Linked DNA regions of Sus scrofa: region 2 is linked to region 1. The links are chromatin contacts, called in public HiChIP or PLAC-seq maps. All regions are on one chromosome and are shown on one strand. The core of a region is the stretch at or near the end of the contact, and the rest is flanking DNA. Distances in the headings are between cores, read along the strand shown. Region 1 overlaps MAP3K5 (mitogen-activated protein kinase kinase kinase 5). Region 2 overlaps MAP3K5 (mitogen-activated protein kinase kinase kinase 5).

What was found. HiChIP or PLAC-seq counts read pairs in DNA pulled down with a chosen protein or histone mark.
Region 2: a contact with region 1 is called in an H3K27ac HiChIP or PLAC-seq map of alveolar macrophages. The contact joins two enhancer-like sites. A contact is called at or near these places in 2 of 5 promoter capture datasets (fetal liver and skeletal muscle), 18 of 47 Hi-C or Micro-C datasets (alveolar macrophages, blood, embryonic fibroblasts and 11 more) and 2 of 2 datasets of contacts at active chromatin or transcription factors (alveolar macrophages and skeletal muscle).

Annotation. Positions count from the first base shown.
Region 1 is chr1:27,397,807-27,402,649 of Sscrofa11.1, forward strand. The region is part of intron 1 of MAP3K5 (mitogen-activated protein kinase kinase kinase 5); the gene reads left to right. Among named protein-coding and RNA genes, the nearest start is that of MAP3K5, 20 kb to the left of the region's middle. Within about 2 kb of position 1,340, at least 10 of the 83 cell types and tissues checked have an H3K27ac peak or open chromatin away from gene starts, as enhancers often do. A contact at or near this core is called in alveolar macrophages, where this site is marked.
Region 2 is chr1:27,572,408-27,577,090 of Sscrofa11.1, forward strand. It overlaps MAP3K5 (mitogen-activated protein kinase kinase kinase 5), which reads left to right. Exons shown (of 29, transcript XM_021072507.1): 23 at 2,197-2,382. Among named protein-coding and RNA genes, the nearest start is that of MAP7, 31 kb to the right of the region's middle. Within about 2 kb of position 3,029, at least 10 of the 83 cell types and tissues checked have an H3K27ac peak or open chromatin away from gene starts, as enhancers often do. A contact at or near this core is called in alveolar macrophages, where this site is marked.

The DNA of each region.
Region 1 (4,843 bases), core at 90-2,589:
CAAGAGTCAAATCGGAGCTGCAGCTTCAGGCCACAGCCACAGCCACAGCAACTCGAGCCATGTCTGCGACCTACATCACAGCTCACCGCAATTTTGGATCTTTAACTTACTGAGCAAGGCCAGGGATCGAACCCACATCCTCATGGATACTAATTGAGTTTGTTACTGCTGAACCATGATGGGAACTCTGACAGAGGATTCTTCTGGGGAAGAAGGAAGTGTGGAGGAGGTTGGCTAAGGCTTTGCAGAGGTGATATTTGAATTGGGTTTTGAAGTCTAACTGTGAAAGCACTTATTATGTGCCGGGTGATTGTTTTTGTTTTTGTTTTTTTGTCTTTTTAGGGCCACACATGAGTTATGGAAATTCCCAGGCTGGGGGTTGAATCGGAGCTGTAGCTGCTGGCCTACGCCACAGCCACAGCAATGCTGGAGCCTTAACCCACTGAGCAAGGGCAGGGATCAAACCTGCATCCTCATGGAATCTGACTAAGATTCGTTTCTGCTGAGCCACGATGGGAACTCCTGTGCCAGGTGTTTTAAATTATGAGAATAAGCAAGTCTCCCCATAAGAGGGAGGTAGAATAAAAAGAAGATGGAGTTGAGAAAACACCAGCATTTAAAGATGGCATCAACTAGTGAGGAAGAGAAACGGTCACGAGGTAGGACAGTGGACGGGGGACGTTCAGAGAGTGGAAAAGAGAGAAAAAGACAGAGTGAGCTAGTTGAAAGCAACATAAAGAGGGCTTGTCGGAAGTCAGGAAGGTCGAATGTTTCAGAGAACTCGCTGGACTCAGAGATTAGAAAACTCCTGATTACTTTTGCCAGAGCAACTTCAGGAGTAGATGGTGCTACTTTTCCCGAATAGCGTCTTGAGTGATTGCTGGGGAACACCTGGGAGGCAGATAATGAAGAGGGATCTTTAAAGAAATGTGTAGGTGACAGAAGCAGAAAGAAAAGGCAGTTGCTGGAGGCAGTGCACCAGGCAGTGCACCCTGCTCCAGGGATGAGGGACCTTGCCTGGTCCTGGCAGTGTTTATGCCTCAGAGACTGGATGAGGTCAGTAAGCCTTTGTGGGCTCAGGTGTTATTTAATGTTGTTTCTGTGGGAACATGGAATACAAATTCCCAGCCACTTTCCTCCAGAAAGAACTCCGGAGCATGACCCTTTGTTACGTGTATTTGTTTTCTCACTCATTCTAATTAGGTGAAAAGTGGAGTTGCTTTTCCTTACGAGATTCCGAGATTCCGTAACTTAGATAAATTTGATGCAGCTTAAGTAGAGAGTTCTTTACTGGCGGAACTCAGTTTACAGAAGTGAAGGACTTGTTCAGGAAGTGAAAGTGTTTGCTAAGAAAATGGATCGTTCAGCTAGAGACGTTTTTCATTCTTTCTCCAGTGGCTGGATTTCACAGGCTTTTGAAACTTCAAGAATAAGAACTGGGACCAAAAATGATTTTATAATTTCCTCAGCCACCTGAAACACTTGACTGCATACAATAGTGGCCACTTAGAAGTAAAAGTGATCGATTCTTTAAAAGAGATCTTTTTGCTTCGTGCCATCTTGCTTTGTAAACCTACAGTGGGAACCCCGCCCCCCTTTTTTTTAAACTCCCATTATTTTTTAGGCTTTCTTCACCTTGGGTTCCAAACCACTCCCAAGTGGAAGGCTATTCTGACTACATTACTGGTATAAACCCTGGATTACTTTGAAGAGCTCTCAGGATGGGGCAGGCTCATTCATTGGTAATCTTTGTCCATTCGGAAAGAAGCTCCCACCCTCTCAAAAAAAAAAAAAATCTTATCTGAATAGTTACTATTGTTTTACTGGCTTATCTTGGCATCAGCTTCTTGCAGCCTTGTCTTTTATGCATCCAGTGAAGGATACCTATTTCTGATGTTGATGTTGATGTTTCTGGTGATGCCGTTAATCTTTTGTGTCACCCTTACCAGAGTAGGAGGGGAGGAACACGTTTCCTTAGAAACCTAAGCTTAGAAAAGTTTCGTTTACCTAAGGATGACTTTACCAAGGACCAAGGTCTTTCTCTCTCTTTCTTCCTCCTCCTCCGCCTCCCTTTCGCCTCTCTTCCTTCCCTCCTTCCTTCCTTTCTTTCTTTCTTTCCTTCTCCCTCTCACTTCTTTTTTTTTTAATAATAGGAAACCATTACCAAGTCAAATCTTTTAAAAACTTGTCTTGAAAATCAGTTCTCAGGGTGAAACTTGAATTTTCTAAAATAGCATTTCCAAAGAGAACATGTTTTTAACTACTGAGTTGTCAAGACCGTACAGAATCTTCTTTGATAATAATAATGATGGTAATCATAATAATAAAAAGATCAGAGGAGCAAGATGTAGTGGTACAGTTTTCTAGCAACGATCGGGGAGATCAGCTGGATTTCATTCCTTTCATCCATGTGAAATGGACGAAATGCCTTTTTTTGGGGGTGTCAGATGTCTCCTTACTATATCTTTTTAGCTCAGGACCCCAGAGCTGTAGGTTTCACCATCCGATGTATACTCCAGACCTGCGTATGGTTGGACAGATACCTTCAAACTCATTTCCCTACAGAAATTGATCCCTTTCTCTAGTTCCTAGAGAAATGGCACCCAATTTTCAAAACCAGAAACCTTCTCCAGATTCTTTCAAAATAATCATGAATTATATACATATTAGGAATATCCATCCTTTATTTCCCTCAGTGCATGACCTTATTTCCTGAGTTTGATGTTTAGTTTAATTTTATACTAATGCCTGACACATTTTTATAGTCCAAACTAAGTCACTGGGGACTTAAACTTTTGCTTTGAATTGTAGATTCTTGCTTCGTGTGTAGACCTGAGAATTATTCATTGGTATTTTGTTCTAGAAGGTTCAGGAGATTTTTTCACACTTGACTCCTTCCTCCATCTTGAATTAATTTTGTCGTAACGATGTAGGAAAAGCAATGTGTCTGTATCCCAAGGTACCAAGATTGGCAAAAGGAAACAACCTGTGAACTGTATGAAACTTATAGACGTGTTTCTTTAGTTTTTGTGGGGGTGTGTGTGTGTCTTTTCTAGGGCCGCTCCCCAGGCATATGGAGGTTCCCAGGTTGGGATCTAACAGGAGCTGTAGCTGCCGGCCTACGCCAAAGCCACAGCAATGCCAGATCCGAGCCGTGTCTGCGACAACGCCGGATCTTTAACCCACTGAACAAGGCCAGGAATCGAACCCACAACCTCATGGTTCCTAGTCAGATTTGTTAACCACTGCACCACGACGGGAACTCCAACATATTTCTTTAAATAGCACATGATATTTGTTCATGCCAGTCTGAACTGCACCCCTTATTTCTATAAGTGATTTTTTCCTTTCCTGACCTAATGCCCCCCAGCCCATTTCTTGGAGGGAAAGTATCCCCTCCATGGCCTCCCCTTCCTTTGGGGAAAGAGGCAAACTTAAGTCACAGCCATTTAGTTTTTATTTTATGAAAGTCGTTGACTTTCCTTATAGTGTAGCACATAGTTGTGCTTAGCATTATTGATGTAGGTAGTAGCTCTCTGCTCCAGATGCCCCTTTTTTCCCTCACTTATTCATTTGTTTACTCATTCATACATTCGTTCATTCACCCAACATTGGTTGGGTCTGTGTCATGTGCCAGACTTTGGAGACAGAAGGCGGCTAGGACATGGTCTCTGCCCACAGGATACTCAGGTGCTGGTCTTACTCTTTGGTTTCCTATTTGTTTTTCATTTGTTTGTTTACTGTTGCTCTAACCCATTTCTGTATAGTTCTCTCTTCTATTTTTGTAAATCTTTTTAAAATTGGGATATAACCTATACCATAAAATTCACCTTTTTAGTAGACGCACCAAGTGTGCAACCATCATCCATATTTAATTCCAGCATGTTTTTGTCATCTCAAAAATAAACCCTGTACCCATTAGCCATCACTCCCCATGTCCTCTTCTCCCCAGCCCCTGGCAACTACTGTTTTTGGTCTCTATGAATTTGCTTTTTCAGATATTTCATATAAATGGAATCATACAGCATGTGGCATTTTGTGACTGGCTCTGCATAATGTTTCCAAGTTTCATCCATGTTGTAACCAAGTGTCAATATTTCATTCCTTTTTCTGGCTGAACACGGTTCCATTATATGGGTATATAACATATTTTGCTTATTCATCAATTGATGGACGTTTGGGTTGTTTCAGGTTTTTGACTACTGTGAATAAATCTATAGTGAACATTTATTTACAAGTTTTGGGGTGGGCATATGTTTTCAAGTCCCTTAATTGTATACCTAGGAGTGGAATTGCTGGTTCATATGTTAACTAAACTTTTTGAAGAACCACTAAAACATTTTCTAAAGTGGCTACACCATATTCTGATACCACCACCAATGAATGAGGACTCCAGTGTAAATCCACCCTTACCAGTGCATGTTAGGTCTGTCTTTTTCATTCTAGCCTTTCTAGTGGGTGGTAACAGTGGTACCTCTTTGTGGTTTTGACTTGCATTTTCCAAATGACTAATGATGTTGAACATGTGCTTATGGGCATCTGCATATCTTTTTTGGAGAACTGTCTCCTCATATCTTTTGCCCATTTTAAAATTCATCTTTTTATTGTTGAGTTGTAATAGTTCTTTACGTAGTCTCCATATAAGTCCCTTATCAGACATATGATTTGCAAATATTTTCTACCATTTTGTGTTTTTTTTTCATTTTCTTGATAGTATCCTTTGAAGCACAAAAGTTTTAAATTTTGATAAAGTTCAATTTATTTTTTATTTTGCCCCTTACACTTTAGGTGTCTTACATTAGAAACTGTTGCCCAATCTGAGGTCATGTTGGTTTACACCTAT
Region 2 (4,683 bases), core at 1,779-4,278, 180 kb after region 1:
CATTTATCTACTATCTGATTTTTTTCCTATAACCGGTTGGAAATAATTCTTTTCACTGTATTAAATATTTCTAGATATGTCTGTGCTTAATAAGCCTATCCTTTATAACAAGGCTAAAATGCAGACGTTGGTCGGGTCCTCAAAGCGGCCCATGAGAGCCGTTTCAATCTGTAACATCCTTCTGAAACCCACTCATCATTTTTAAGGAAGCATAAGGGATAAAGAATAGAAAGCACCTTTGCAGGAGAACCTGTGAGTTCTGTGAGCCCTGTCCCTGCTCATGAAAAGGGCGCTGTCAGATGCTACCTTCTGATCCTGAATCAGGCTCATTTGATACCTAAGATGGTTGTTCATAAAGGAGGTTAATCACACAGGGAGGCAGGAGTGAGGACAGAAAGAACCATTATGGGAGTTCCTGTCATGGCACAGTGGTTAATGAATCCGACTAGAAACCATGAGGTTTCGGGTTCCATCCCTGGCCTTGCTCAGTGGGTTAAGGATCCAGCACTGCCATGAGCTGTGGTGTAGTTCGCAGACTTGGATCCCACATTGCTGTGGCTGTGGCGTAAGCCAGTGGCTACAGCTCCGATTCGACCCCTAGCCTGGGAACCTCCATATGCCGAGGGAGCAGCCCTAGAAAAGGCAAAAAGACCAAAAAAAAAAAAAAAAAAAAAAAAAAACAAAGAAAGGAAGAACGAATGAAATACCCTAGACAGAAAACATTTCCCAGGCTACACAGCGTTCCTTGGTAGGACAGTGGCATCAAAAATCCAGAAGCAGCATGTTTTACTGTTGTGAAAACAAAGCTAATGTCAAAAAAAATGTTTGCTGTTTAAACTGCTGGCAAACATGTAACTGATTTTTCACGTAGATAAGCTTCCAATCTCTGAAAAACTCACATTTTTCTTCTTGAACATATTTTCATGTTGTTATGATATTGCCTGCGAATCTTTATTTTGGTGGTAATTTAGTTCGTGGTAAGAAAAGAAACAAAGTTTATAACTGTTCCCAGTCTGATTTTAAAATATTCCCTTAATGATACTTTCAACCTTTTCAATATATTTTCTCATGAAAACATAAACATGATAGGGAGCTCCCGAATGAAAATATACTGAGAGAAAGAACTTGATGGTGCATTCCTCTCCTATTTGAGTGGACTCCTAGAAATTGTAATTTCCACAGCCCAGTTGAGGGGTTTAATTGTAATGATGCAGTAACAAAATGTGCAATAATATGAGCTAGAAACGAGCATGATAAAAATCCCGTTGTTTCTTAAAGTTAAATGAGATAAATAACATCCTGCTATGTTTCCTTTAAGGAAGCAATGTTTTTGCTCAAAGTAAAAAAATAAAATAAAATAAAATCGAGAGAGGGAATTTGTTTAAATATTGTATTTAATTTTTTAATGTATAAAGTAGTCCATTTGGTTCATTCTTTTAACTAGTTGCCTTATGGGTGGGTAAAGAATGGGTTGCAGGATGGAGTCAAAGTGAGCCCCTTTTGACTGTAAGGAATGGACGCCCTTTAAGGGCAGTTGAAGTCCTGGGAGCTCTTTTGAGTGTATATCCCTGCTTTGTTTCTGTCTTAAACTCCTTCTCTGTGTGCTCTCCCACATGTTGTATTGTATCTCTAATAATAAATGCTATACCTGTTTTTACAGTCTTTGCCTCCATGAAACATTCTTGTTCTCAGCAGGGGCAAGAATCAGGCCAGTTCTGCTTTTAGCCTCTAGCTGCTCTAGTGGCCAGAATTCCTGGTTTTCATCCAGGCTGCCCACATTCAATTCCTGAGCAGGGCATTAAGATCTCACTTCAAGCCATCACTCACTGCTGTCTCAACCAGATCACTGTGGCTTATTGCCTGCATCTCTCTTTAGCACCTGATTAAAATTTCTGAGAGTGGACTCTTATTGCCTTAGCCTGTCCCTGTTTGGACAGAGCTTTTTATATCTGACTACGTCATGGCTATTGGACAGTGTATGGGCCGGGTGCCTTTCCTCCTAAGGTCTGATCTGATTTGGTGGGGGGGGAGCCATATAGTTCAAATATGGTCTCTCCCCTTGCCGGGGGGAGGGGGGGCTGGGGGGGGCTTGCATTTTGAAGCCTAGTTCTTCTCAGCAGGAGCTATGGGACAGCAGGCCTGTGGCTGATGCATCCAGCACAGATCAACTGACAGATTGGTGGTTTTTATTCACAGGGGGCAGAAGAACCTAAACTAAAGTGGGAGCACATCACAACCCTCGTCACAAGCCTCAGAGAATTTGTGAGGTCCACCGACCGAAAGATCATAGCCACCACCCTGTCGAAGCTGAAGCTGGAGCTGGACTTTGACAGCCACGGCATCAGTCAAGTCCAGGTGGTGCTCTTTGGTTTTCAAGATGCTGTAAGTATGCTATTTTGCCCATGTCCGCCCCCCCCCCCAACTCCAGCTAAAATTAGTCCAAAAATCAGATAGGATAAACATATAAGGAAAATAGGATAAACCTGTAAGTTCTATTATCTTTCCTTCCTTTGATAATTTTGATGAATTCTTTTCTCTTCGGATCATAAAGAAGTGTGAGCTGGTTGCCTGTCCGTGTACCTCTAAGTACCAGATTTGTTGTTTGGTATGTTTGTGTCTCCCCAGATTTGTCTGTCCTCAGATTTGGAGTATTGTTATCTCCCTAGATTGAACACCATGGAAAATAACAAAACCCACGCATGTTCCCCCATGGCTGTGCTTTGTCCTTATGAAATAGAGAGTAGCCAGTCACTGTCTATTTTGATGAGTTTAGCCACAGAGCACACTTTCGTCCTGCACTTTCCAATTCTGTATGAGAAATGCCACCTAGTGGTCATCGAGAAAAATGTAATCATACAGATGGCAATGATCATTTTGTTCCCCTGCTCTGGTTTCCATACAGAACTTCTTAAACATGCTTGTTTAATAAATACTTACTATTTCCTAGCCAACAGTATATTCAGAGCCCAGGGCATCAGTGGATGAAAATTAATCCACAGGCTCTTGTGAGAGATTGCTGAGGATTCCTCCCTTTTGTATCGTGTTGCTATGCAGCACAAACTAAGCCAGTTTTCCAGAAGCCTGATTCAAACCATATGTGATATTCTTGAATGAGACTTATTTGTAGAACTTTGTACCAAAAAAAGCCTGAAATCCCTCCCAGAAGGCCCTTACGAGGTGCGGGAGACAGAAATAAGATATCGAAATAAGACAGTGCCTGCGTGTGAGTGAAGAAGCACTTTGCATAATTTTATTTAAAGTCCCCAAATTAACTCACTCCTAGTGTGTTTATTGCTCCTACATAGGAGATATCTGGACAGTTGCATTTGGTGCATCAAATGATTCCTGATTTAAAATCAAATGGTCATCCTTCAGTGGCCACGGGTGCTCTCTGAGACTCTGTGAAAGCCACTTGGTCCTGTGCTATATCCCGGGTAGGGTGACACCCCTGACTCAACTGGGGTTGTGGGAAATGAGCAACTGGCAAAGCCTATCACTAATATTAAATGCTAAAGGCACACTTGCTCTGGAACTTGGGAACCCCAGGCATCTGCAAATAGAACGAAATAATCTAGTAAATGTGCCCTTGCCCACACATTTGGCTTCCAGCCTAGAGGCTGGAAAGCAAACAGGCCAGAATTCAGATTGAAAGTGGGTTAGTGGTAATCCTGGGCCATAGGCCAGGTCTGTCTGTTTGTCTTGTCTGTCTGTCTGTATCCCTCTCTCTCTCTCTCATACACACACACACACACACACACACACACACACACACACACACACACACACGCCCCTGCTCTTCCTCAGTCAATATCCAGGATGGGAATGGACAGCATTTAATGAAGGGCTGTCAGGGTCAGGGTCAGGGTCATGGAGGATCCCTCTTTCATCTTCCGTGCGTGACCCTTGAGAGAAATATTCTTAGTTCCTAAATGTTACTCTCCACAGTAGTTAAGTAAGCAGACAGATCTTTTGTGAAAGTACTAGGACAAAAGCATTCTGAAAGGATTTCCTAGAACGAGTGGGAACCAAGCAATGGTTCATTTCCTTGGGAGCAGCTACTCTGAGGAGTTCCTCAGCTCCACTCCCTTCTAAACTGGGGGATCCGATGGGGATGGATCAAGGGCAGGAGTAAGCATTTGGAACCCCAGCGCTTGCTGAGAGAACAGTAAAGTCTCTCCAGCTTTCTCTAAGATCCCGAGTCAGAGCCCTATTGGGAAAATAGTCTCTTTTCTTAGAGGTTTGTATCAACCAGCAATTAGTGGAGTTAATCAAAATTTTATTTTTATTTATTTATTTATTTATTTATTGCTTTTTTTAGGGCTGCACCTGCAGCATATGGAAGTTCCCTGGCTTAGGGATTGAATCGGAGCTACAGCTGCCGGCCTACACCATAGCCACAGCCACTCGGGATCGGAGCCACATCTGAGACCTACACCACAGCTCATAGCAATGTCGGATCCTTAACCCACTGAATGAGGCCAGGGATCAAACCCACATCCTCATGGATATGAGTCTGGCTCATTACCACTGAGCCGTAACAGGAACTTCGAACCCAAATTTCAAATAAGCCTCTCTTAGTTTTATGATAAAGTTATTTCCAAAAAGGTAACACACATGGCTTAGACATACAATGGAATATGACCCACCCTTAAAAAGGAAGGAAGTTCTGACACATTACCCTAA